Linked DNA regions of Triticum aestivum: region 2 is linked to region 1. The links are chromatin contacts, called in public Hi-C maps. All regions are on one chromosome and are shown on one strand. Each heading gives the region's core, a stretch centred on a gene start, on an enhancer-like site or on the middle of the called end of the contact. The rest is flanking DNA. Distances are from core to core; before and after follow the strand shown. Region 1 holds the start of LOC123164094 (ubiquitin receptor RAD23d). Region 2 holds the start of LOC123164861 (acylphosphatase-like).

What was found. A called contact is a pair of places that touch in the nucleus more often than the background predicts.
Region 2: a contact with region 1 is called in a Hi-C map of leaf, with 4 times the contacts expected there. The contact joins the promoter of LOC123164861 here to the promoter of LOC123164094 in region 1. A contact is called at or near these places in 3 of 5 Hi-C or Micro-C datasets (all in leaf) and 1 of 1 datasets of contacts at active chromatin or transcription factors (leaf).

What each region holds. Positions count from the first base shown.
Region 1 is chr7D:169,350,899-169,356,564 of IWGSC CS RefSeq v2.1, forward strand. LOC123164094 (ubiquitin receptor RAD23d) reads left to right here and starts at 2,738. Exons shown (of 12, transcript XM_044581507.1): 1 at 2,738-2,989; 2 at 3,443-3,604; 3 at 4,570-4,623; 4 at 5,176-5,258; 5 at 5,332-5,394. The coding sequence starts at 2,924.
Region 2 is chr7D:169,525,613-169,531,384 of IWGSC CS RefSeq v2.1, forward strand. LOC123164861 (acylphosphatase-like) reads right to left here and starts at 2,083. Exons shown (of 1, transcript XM_044582466.1): 1 at 1,338-2,083. The coding sequence starts at 1,985. The coding sequence ends at 1,644. It overlaps LOC123164860 (protein NRT1/ PTR FAMILY 3.1), which reads left to right. Exons shown (of 4, transcript XM_044582465.1): 4 at 1-841. The coding sequence ends at 654. It overlaps LOC123168394 (3-ketoacyl-CoA synthase 4-like), which reads right to left. Exons shown (of 1, transcript XM_044586264.1): 1 at 5,279-5,772. The coding sequence ends at 5,435.

The DNA of each region.
Region 1 (5,666 bases), core at 1,488-3,987:
TATTGGTTCCTACATATTCTACGAAGATCTTTATCGGTCAAACCGCATAACAACATACGTTATTCCCTTTGTCATCGGTATGTTACTTGCCCGAGATTCAATCGTCGGTATCATCATACCTAGTTCAATCTCGTTACCGGCAAGTCTCTTTACTCGTTCCGTAATGCATCATCCCGTAACTAACTCATTAGTCACATTGCTTGCAACGCTTATAGTGATGTGTATTACCGAGAGGGCCCAGAGACACCTCTCCGATACTCGGAGTGACATATCCTAATCTCGATCTATGCCAACTCAACAAACACCACCGGAGACACCTGTAGAGCATCTTTATAATCACCCAGTTACGTTGTGACGTTTGATAGCACACAAAGTGTTCCTTCGGTATTCGGGAGTTGCATAATCTCATAGTGAGAGGAATATGTATAAGTCATGAAGAAAGCAATAGCAATAAAACTAAACGATCATTATGCTAAGCTAACGGATGGGTCTTGTCCATGACATCATTCTCCTAATGATGTGATCCCGTTCATCAAATGACAACACATGTCTATGGTCAGGAAACTTAACCATCTTTGATTAACGAGCTAGTCAAGTAGAGGCATACTAGGGACACTTTGTTTTGTCTATGTATTCACACATGTATCAAGTTTCCGGTTAATACAATTCTAGCATGAATAATAAACAATTATCATGATATAAGGAAATATAGATAACATCTTTATTATTGCCTCTAGGGCATATTTCCTTCAAATAACACGCTTATTAATTGATTCATGAATTGATTTGCGGTGTGGCCAGCAAGTTATTTCATGTAGTACATATTTGTGCTTCCTTTTTCTCTGTTAGTCTTTTGACAAATTGTTGTTAATTGTTGTAACATATGTTTATTTTGCATTTATATACCTTTGCGTGCTACATAATGCCCATTTGGAGATGGTATATAAAATGACTATCTATTTTGTTTCCCTTCATCTATGGGATTTTGTTTTCTGTATTTGCTTCATGCATTGGCGAAATGTGGTATCTAATCCTTAGGTGTTTTTTCTTACACTTATTTACTCTTAGCAAAATTTTGCGTCAGAGATTAGTATATACACTGTTGTTGCTTATCCAAGAAATGGTTCAAGAAGGTGAGACTGGCCTTCAATTTTCAGTGATTTGTTTCCTATAAATGCTATGGTTTAATGTTCACATCTTATAATTTCTTGATCTGCTATTGGTTTCATAACTGGATTTAAGATTTGTTTCTATCCATGCAGATAGAATACTTCGCAAGAAATTTAGGTGTAATTAACATCGTGGCCGCATATAGTGATAATGTCTAATGTGGCAATGTAAACCATGTATCATTTTTTTGTGAGACCCCATAACCAAGGTGAAAAGTAAAATCCGTTGATTTTGGGATATAGTATATATGACTGTGGTTATAAATTCCATTCCACATTTTCTACCATGTAGTTGCAACTTAAAGATGGTAATTTGTTGGTATGCAGTTTGAAATGAATTGTGGTGGTTATTTATATTGATTCGATGTTTCTAACTAAATATATGTCCCTTACAGTTAACTTTTATAGATAACTAATAACTTTTTCATTCAGGATAGTCCTTCATACGTGGAGTGCTAAGTATTTAAGACAACTAAATTTAATCAAAAAATATTGCAACTGATTCCCGCAGCAACGCGCGGGGTATCATCTAGTTTGATAAAACATACTCCCTTCGTCCGAAAAAGGTTGTCCCGAGGTTGTCCCTCAAATGAATATATCTAGCAATAACTTGGTGCTACATAAATCCATTTGAGGGACCAGCTTTTTCGGACAGATGGAGTATTTGGTAAGCACTGTTGATCTAGAAAAAAACAATTTATGCAGATAGGCGGTGCCCTCACGCGCGCGGTGCAACTCCGCCCCTCTTCTCTTCATGCTCCTTCCAGCGAGGAGGAGGTTTATGACACATAACCCTCCAGTGCAAAGCCCCCACATCCACTTATCAAAGCGAGGCGGCTCCTCTGTTGGTTCATGGATGGCCGCCGCTGGAGCACCACACGTCGGCGACGAGAAGGCTACAATGCACCACCCACTCTGAAGATAAGGTCAGATTCATGGCTTCCCGCGGCTACTTGCTGGGATCTGGCCGGGAGAGTGATGAGTGAAGGAGAGAGAGGATAGGGCGTGTGGGAGAGGGAAAATGGGTCAGCCGAGATAAAGGATGCAAGCTGCCCCCTGTTCGCGTGGTGCTAACGCTCTCTGCTTTAGGATTCGTGCGCCTCATCCGATGGCAGTTGGCGCGTTCGTTGGTAATCCTTAAACATCTGACGTTTGTCAGATAGCTTTTTCGTTTTTTTGATTAAAAAAAACACTTTCTTTCTTGTTCTCCAACCCAACACAACAACCACCTTTTCGCACTCCACATCCGCCCGTCTCCCCCCTGCGAAGGAAGTATCTTCCCGGATCCGGTACGCCCACCCAACATAAGAGTGACCCCCACACGTCAGCGCTCAATCCACACCAAACCGCTCCGTGTACACGCGAGCCCCTTCCGCACGCAGATCCGCCCACACACCGCCTCGGAGCAGCCGAACTGCCCACCGCCTCGCACCCCGCTGTCCGCCTCCCGACTCGACACCGGTTACCCTCCCACTGGCAAATCGGCCCAACCTGGCTCTGGCCCCACGCGTCAGGGACCGCAGCCGGACACCGCATCCCCCATCATCTATCTCTATCTGATCGGATATCTTTTTGGTTACGGCTCCAGATTTTTTTGCTCCCCCCTATAAACTCACTTCCCCCGTGCGCCTCCGTCGTCCTCCCCTCCCTCGCGAGTCCGAAGTCAAGGCGAAAACCCTCGAGGCGAAGCGAGAGTCAGATAGGGATACCCGCGAGAGACGAGAGTCGAGTGAGAGGGTGGAAGGGAAGCCGCGATGAAGCTCAACGTGAAGACCCTCAAGGGCACAAGCTTCGAGATCGAGGCGACCCCCGAGTCCTCGGTACGATCCCTCTCCCCCCTTCCCCTCGTGCGTATCTCCAATCGCGCGCGATTCGGCGCAATCCTCCGGCAATTCGCTTGATTCGAGGCGTCTCCGTGCGATTGGGGCGCGCCGTGGCACCGTGATTAGGTGCCCGTGCGGGCGATGTCGCGTTTCTAAGAAATCTGAATCTAGGGTTTAGTCGGTGCTCGGCTCTGCTGGTGTGTGGGGGGTGGATGGCGTGGTGTGTAGATCGGTCGCAACTTGCGGTTGTTGGGGCGCTGATGCCTGTAATTTTACGTCGGCTGGGTGCTCTGAATTGAACGTGTTGAGTACTGCTCGGTAGTAGTCGACATGTGCCGGAATTTTTTGTGTGAAGTCTGTTATCTGCTGTATCTATATTGTTTGGGGCTGCAATGCTTGAAGTTTTGCTTCACTAGTACTAATCTGCTTAGGGCTTGCTCTGTTTTGCAGGTGGGTGAGGTCAAGAGAATCATCGAGAGTGCTCAGGGGCAGAAAGTGTACCCTGCGGATCAGCTGATGATCATATATCAAGGAAAAATTCTCAAGGATGATACCACTCTGGAAGCTAACAAGGTTGCAGAGAACAGCTTCCTTGTTATAATGCTGTCTAAGGTATTTGATGCTTCTTGTCCCGTTAGTTTGAATCGTCAGTTCTCCAACTCTTGAAGAATTTTTCCCAGACCCTCGTGGTTTGAATAGAAATTAGGCCATATTTGTATGTTACAGGGAACTAAGCTTGACAATGTAGCCTATTTTAGTCAAGATCTATGAATACTTATGGCAATAATGAGTATATTTCATTACCTTGATCTGTAATCCTTCGAAATTTGACGGACCTTATTAGACACCAAGTTCTGTGTCGAAGTATTCATGTTTGTCTGATAATCAAAATGAGTTGCCTGCTCAAACCAATATGGATCCCACCATTTCCCTCCTTTTGTTTAGCCAACACCCAACGTTGAGCTGTAATCATAGACGTACGATGATGTGCTCTGTTACACATCTGAAATGCACTTGCGTGTTTAATTCAGCCATGGTATTTAATATTTTGATGTGTTTTGAGTTTTTAGCCTGCTAATTGGATGAAGTAATATATATTGGTCTTAGTGATTTCATTCATGTGGATTCGACATTTGTATGTTCTCTCAGTAATGTCTCCATTCTGCACTTTCAATGTTCTTTTATCAATCACTGCTAATGTTCTTTTGTTAAGCGCTTCTCAATCAAATAATTAAAAGTTGGTGAGATAATCATAGACATGCGATGATGCTCTGTTACGCATTCTGAATTGCCCTTACGTGTTTAATTCGGCCATGGTATTTTGTTTTGTTTCTAGTTTTTTATAGCCCACTAATTGGATGAAGCAATAAATATTGATCTTAGCGATTTCATTCATGTGGATTCCATATTTGTATTTTGTCAGCAATGTCTCCATTCTGCACTTCTAATGTTCTTTTGTTACGCACTTCTTAAATCATTATAAGTTGGTGCCAGAACTGTATTTTGAAGATTTAAATGGCTGTTATCTTCTGACCTGGATATCATTAACTTATATCTGGCATGCATTTGTCTTGTAGCCTAAGGCGTCATCTAGTGGTGCTTCTACTGCTTCAAAGGCACCTGCTAGTCAGGTATTCTGGGTTCATACGTTTTTGTAAGATCTACTCCCTCCGTTCCGTTCCAAAATAGAAGACTCAACTTTGTACTAACTTAGTACAAAGTTGGGTCATCTATTTTGGAACGGAGGGAGTACCTATTATTGTATTTTAACCAACATTTTATTCTATGTTCTTACGTCCTGCTGTGCAAAAAAGCTAAATATGATTCCACCTGGTTTCCCTTTTTTGTTTTTGTATTTTATGCGTCTTCATTCCCACCTTTTATCTTCAATCAGCACCAACAATGTTCTGCCATGTCATATCCTGTTAGGGTTATATGTGGACTCTTCAAATTGAATAAAGTTAGAATAGTGAACCTGAGAAATGTGTGTTACTAGTTAATAAGGTGGGACATCTGTGATCATAAATATCTTGCCTTCTGCGAAGGCAGTTCACTTTAGCTAAACAGAAATAGTAGTTCATCATATAATTATGTTGTCTAATATTACCCTGTCTTTTGTTTCTGTGTGACCCTCAATTTATCAACATCTAACTGGAATTATTTAATTCGTCACATTGCGCTAGTCTCAACCTGCTACTCCACCTGCCCCTGTTGCCTCAGCTGCAAGATCACCACCTTCACAGGCACCTGTTGCTGCATCTGAACCGTGAGTTATCAATGCCTCCCAACTTTTGTGTTGGAACCTTCTATTTATCTAATTTATTTCTTCTCATTTGTAGGGCGCCTCCCAGTGCGCAGCCTTCAGCTGTTTCTGATACTCCAGCTCCTGCAGTAACTGCATCGTGAGCCCATTTCAGAGCCTTAATTTTCATTCTATTAGAAGCTACTCCCTCCGTCCCATAATATAAGACGTTATTACATCCAATATGCTAACGTCTTATATTATGGGACGGCGGGATATATTGATACTGATTAGTGTATTTAGTCTGTTTGTTAAACATAATCTAGAGCTTTGTCCTTGTTATTTTTAGCTACAAATTCCTTGCCTTATCATATGGTCGCTTGTCATGTCGGTTCTTTCTGTAAACTACTCCCTCTGTACCACAATACTTGT
Region 2 (5,772 bases), core at 833-3,332, 170 kb after region 1:
AAGATCCCCGCGGGCTCCATGACCGTCTTCACCATGCTCGCCATGCTGGTCACCCTCTTCGTCTATGACCGTGCGCTCGTCCCGCTGGCCCGCCGCCGCACGGGCCTGGACCGTGGCATCTCCTTCCTCCACCGCATGGGCGTCGGGTTCACCATCTCCGTGGCGGCCTCTCTCGTCGCGGGCTTCATCGAGCGCCACCGCAGGGAGGCCGCCGTGGCCGGGGGAACCACCGACGCTGGGACGGCCCCGCTGTCCGTGTACTGGCTGGTGCCACAGTACGCACTTCATGGGGTGGCCGAAGCGTTCAACTCGGTGGGGCACCTGGAGTTCATGTATGACCAGGCGCCAGAGAGCATGCGCAGCACGGCGACCGCGCTCTTCTGGCTGTCCATCTCCCTGGGCAGCTACGTCAGCACGCTGCTCATCACCATCGTGCACCGGTGGAGCGCTGGCCCAGACGGGTCCAACTGGCTCCCGGACAACATCAACCGCGGCAAGCTGGACTACTTCTACTGGGTCGTGACACTTCTGCAGGTCATGAACCTGGTGTACTACCTGATATGTGCTAGGCAGTACACGTACAAGCCCGTGCAGCACTACAAGGAAGAGGAGGGGGAGGACAAGTCCATGGTGGAGCTGCAACAGAAGGTTTGAGCGAGTAACACTATGCAATGTAGTGTGATGGATATCAGTATATGCAGGTACTGGCCTAGCTAGCTAGGTAGACAGATCTGTGAAGATGGTGGTGAATGTATATGTCATTCAGGGTTTGTATGGAGATCAGGAACAGAGAAATGTATCTAGTTCACTAGCAAGTTGCCAAGTTGAGCGAGTAACACTATGCAATGTAGTGTGATGTATATCAGTATATGGCTATATGCAGGCACTGGCCTAGCTAGCTAGAAGAAGGTAGACAGATCTGCAAAGATGGAGGTGAATGTATTAAGTCATTCAAGGTTCGTATGGAGATCAGGAACAGAGAAATGTATCTAGTTCACTAGCAAGTTGCCAAGTTGAGCGAGTAACACTATGCAATTTAGTGTGATGTATATCAGTATGTGGCTATATGCAGGCACTGGCCTAGCTAGCTAGAAGAAGGTAGACAGATCTGCGAAGATGGAGGTGAATGTATATGCCATTCAAAGGTTTATATGGAGATCAGGAACAGAGAAATGTATCTAGTTCACTAGTAAGTTGAGCTAATATCAGGTTTCTACGAATGTGTAACTCTGCTCGTTATGTTCGTAGCTGATCGCGGTTATTGGAAGTGTTTGATGGTAAATTTATGTCGTGAATTTGTCAATGACCGAAACAATTTGATCTTGGTACCATAGTTCTAAATCAAAATTCAGCAGTGCTATATTATTCAAGAACTATACCGAGTACAATACATAGCAACACAGTCTTGGACATGACCTTTGATCCTAATTGCCACCATGTGGACTGATCGAATAAAGCCATTGTTGTGCGCATTGACCACAATAGTTCTCTTATAACAGTTTGCCTAAGAAATGCAGTAGTGCAGATGCTGCAGAACAAGAGGTCAGATATGGAATTAGGTTGGTGGCACTAACCATCGGCAGTTGAGCACAAGCCGTGCAGAACCCGCTGGCTGTGGTCGATCGAACGCCGGGGTCACCCGATCAGACGGTGAGCTTGATTTCGAAGCCGAGGGAGGGGTGGATGTGGTCGGCTGGGGATGTGACGACGGCGGTGACGGCGGCGGCAGGAGGGCCGACGGGGAGGCGGCGGATGACCATCTCGTCGACCTTGGCAGGGTCGCCGGAGAGGAGGGCCTCCACGGTGCCGTCGCGGCGGTTGTTGCGGACCCAGCCGGCGAGGCCGAGGGACTCCGCCGTCTCGGCCGTCCAGTCGCGGAAGCCCACGCCCTGGACCCGGCCCTTGACCACCACGTGGACCGCCTTGTTCGCGGGAGGTTGGTCGGAGGAAGGAGACGAGGCGGCGGCAGCGGCGGAGGTGGCCATGGCGTCAGCGGGGAAGGGCGAGGCAGCGGTAGGCGGCGATAGAGACGTGACAGGTGGGACAACTGGGGGCGGAGGAATCTTGTGTTCGTCGGGCCTCTAAAGTCGAAGTAGCTTTTCGCCCAAAAGCTTTGGGAAAAGGGTTCCAACTTTTGACATTTGATCGGAAGCAGCTAACCAAGTGATATCTCTTAGATCACCCTAAAGAACTTTTTTAATGGCTCCTTTTTAAAACTACACAAATAATTTTTTACATTGTATTTTTTTTCAAATGTCACGAACATTTTGGGAATGCCTGAACATTTTTCAAAATGTCACGTACATTTTATGAATGGTACGAAACATTATTTTGATCATGTAAACAATTTTAGGACATGTAATAACATTACTTGAATATACACTTACTTTTTCAGCACACATTGTAGCATTTTTAGTATACATGAAGCATTTATTTATACATGTTGAATATTTTTAAATACATGATTAACAAATTTTAAAATTACATGTTTTGAATATACTGCATTTATCTTAGTGTCAAAAAAGTCTTACATTTTGAGACGGATGGAGTATTTCTTAATATGTGCTAAACATTTTTCAGATACACCAATTTTTGGATGATATAATCATTTTTTTAACTGCACAATCATTTTTTTTACATTTGTGTCAACATTTTATAAAAGTAGTACGAACATATTTTTGAAGCGCATGTGTATTTTTTAACTGCAACCTACGTTTTTCAATGATTTGAAACATTTTATTTGAAATATACGGACATTTTTTAAATTGCATAGATTTTTTTTAAAAAAATTCACATACTCTTTTTAAGCATGTGAACATTTTTTATATGTCACATTTTTTTAATGCAAACAACACTTTTCTATACTACGCTAACATGTTTTTCAATTCACCATTTTATAGAAATGTAAGTATATTATTTTTTTGGAATACATGTATTTAAAACATTTTTGAAAATACAAACAAAAGAAAAAAGAAAATGTAAAGAATGAAAAATGAAAAAACAGAGAGAAAAAAAACTGCGTGCAGGAAGCTACTTGGCCGACCCAGTAATAGCAACGAGAGGACAGTGCTTGAGACCAGAGCTCCTTCGGGGTCTCTGTAAGCGACACATATCCTCACCTTTTTTTTAGCATCAGTACAGACACAAGCGCTCATACATACGCGCATACACTCATCCCTATGAACGCACACACGTACACCCTACCCCTATGAGCACCTCCGAGAGACTGAGCCGGCATATCATCTTGAGATTTACGAAGCCACCATAGGCGCCTCGTCGTCGACGGGAACGTCTCCTCCCATTGAAAGCGCATCGCCGGAAAATCCTGAAATAAATCCAGGAATAATGCGAGCATCAGGATTTGAACTCTGGTGGGTTGGGAATACCACTGTCCACCTAACCATCTCAACGACAGGTTGATTCGCACATATCCTCACCCTTGATTGCTCGGCCAAAGAAATTCTTTTTATCATGCCTAAAGCTATGCCCAGTGAAGATATGCATTTGTTTCCCCATTTTTTGTTTTGTCGCCAAAAAAAGAAAGCAAAAATCCGTTTGTCTGGTGTCTTCTGTATCTAAATAGCTAACTTCCACTAATCCATTTCTCTCAACATGCAAGCATGTCACCTCAGCATGCAATATACATGAGCAAAGGTCCATCCCAACATGCAACTATGCATAAAGAAAAAAAAACACATCAACATGTGAACGTGCATGGTAATTTATACTCTATTAATAAATATTTTTTAACTATACAATTATCAAACACGATAAATAATATGTATTTTCAGCTTTTGTTCTCATATTACTTCTTCAAATATCCATGTTCCATACTATCAAATATCATTAAAATATGTTACAAATTATTCCTGCAACAACGTGTAGGGTATCATCTAATATGTTTCCAATGTCGTCACGCAATCAAGAGCATTGCTTTTACTGCGGGCCTTACAAGGGAGGGAATCAGAGAAATCATCGGGCTATTTTTCTAGAAACATAGTATGAATAGACGCAGACGTTCATGTACACACACGCACACTCAACCATGTAAAGCACCTTCAGGAGACGGAGTTGACGCATCTTGAGATTGACAAAATCATCAGAAACGCCTCGTAGTTGAGGGGCACGCCATACCACTAAAAGAGTAATGTCGGTAGGCCTGGAATAAACCCTGAAAAATGTGACAACTCTGTGCCAAATCTATGACTCAAACCTGGTTGCGTTAGTCCCACGACAAAAAGGATTCTAGCCATCTGAGCTATGCTCGGTTCGCTCACTGCGCTATATTGCGTACACAATATAGTTTCCACAGAGTGTGTTAACATTTTTGTCGAGTTAACCAACCCAACTGAGCTTATAACGCATCGAATCAAGCTGAGGTTTTTGCTCGCTGGAATTATCAAGCTTAGCAAGTTACAAGGTAGTGAGTTCAATCTAAACGATTCAAGTTGGCTCGTTACAGTCATGGATGCAAATGTTTCATAAATCTTGAACAAGTTTTTTTGTTCACATGGATGCTTGTGAAGAATATGCTAGTGCGATAAATGAATTAGATTAGACACGAGTATTGCGATTTGTAGAAACATGATACAACTTTTTGTCATCCCATTTGTTTAAGAGAGTATGACTAGCATTTCTTGAACGTAGCCAAGTTACAAAGAAATTACAGTATGGAAAAGAGTATCATAGGCATTCCTCAAGCACGAACGGTCTATAAAAAGACCAAATCACAAACCATATCACATTATGAACCTTTCTGGCATCTCTTATCTTATTACAAAATGCCCGGGTTGTGATGACATAAGCCATGTCACCGGGAAGATGTATATGATAGACTTTCTAAATCGTCTGTGATGGCACATTCTTAAGTAGTGGCATATCCTTTGTGGCAGTCCTCAAGCATCAGTGAAGAGGATGATCTGCACTAGAGACAAGAGTAAATAACCTCATCTTGCATCGTACTATAATGTAAGAGCGCAATTAATTGTTGATATTTGTTTTTCTTATTACGTTGGTTTGTTTGAGAGATGTTTAAGCTGATGATATGAAATTGGATTCTAATTTTTTGCGTATGAATAAAATTATTTTGTAAATGTGAGCAACTATTGGTTAAACAGTTGGTAGTTGAATAAAAAAATGGAGAATACATATTCAATGTACATAAGAACATTTCAACAAAATACCACACAACAAATGAATGACACCTACAAACTAAGTTTTCAGATGCTTAAGAAAGCCATGCTGCAGAAGCTAGCCCATCCAATTTATCTTACACATCTTGCTTAATGATAACAAAAAAATAGAATAAAACAATCCAAAAAACTATCGATGGTCGAGTGGGGCACTCAGCAGAATGTTTTTTAGCAATGGATGGTTTCAATTTTGTACATTTGTTGCCTGTGATCTTCTTCATGAAAGCATAGACAAGTTAACTTTATTTCTGCACATCTAGCGGGTATCGATGGATGCACCTAGCCCATGGCCCATGGTCACCGTGAGATGTATGGATGCACACCCACACCGCGGAGTTGCATTCATACCCAGCTCCGAAACCAATCATCCAGACCTTATTACCTTTTAGCATTCGACCCTTAGCTTCTATGTATCCCAACTCATACCACACAGATGCACTTGACTGATTTTCGAATTGATGCAATGTCATCCATGAAGGCTCAACATGCTCATATGATAGATTAAGTCCACGTTGTACCGAGCTGATCACCGCTGGTCCACCGACGTGGATGCAGAAGTGCTCGAACGCTGTATGGAAAT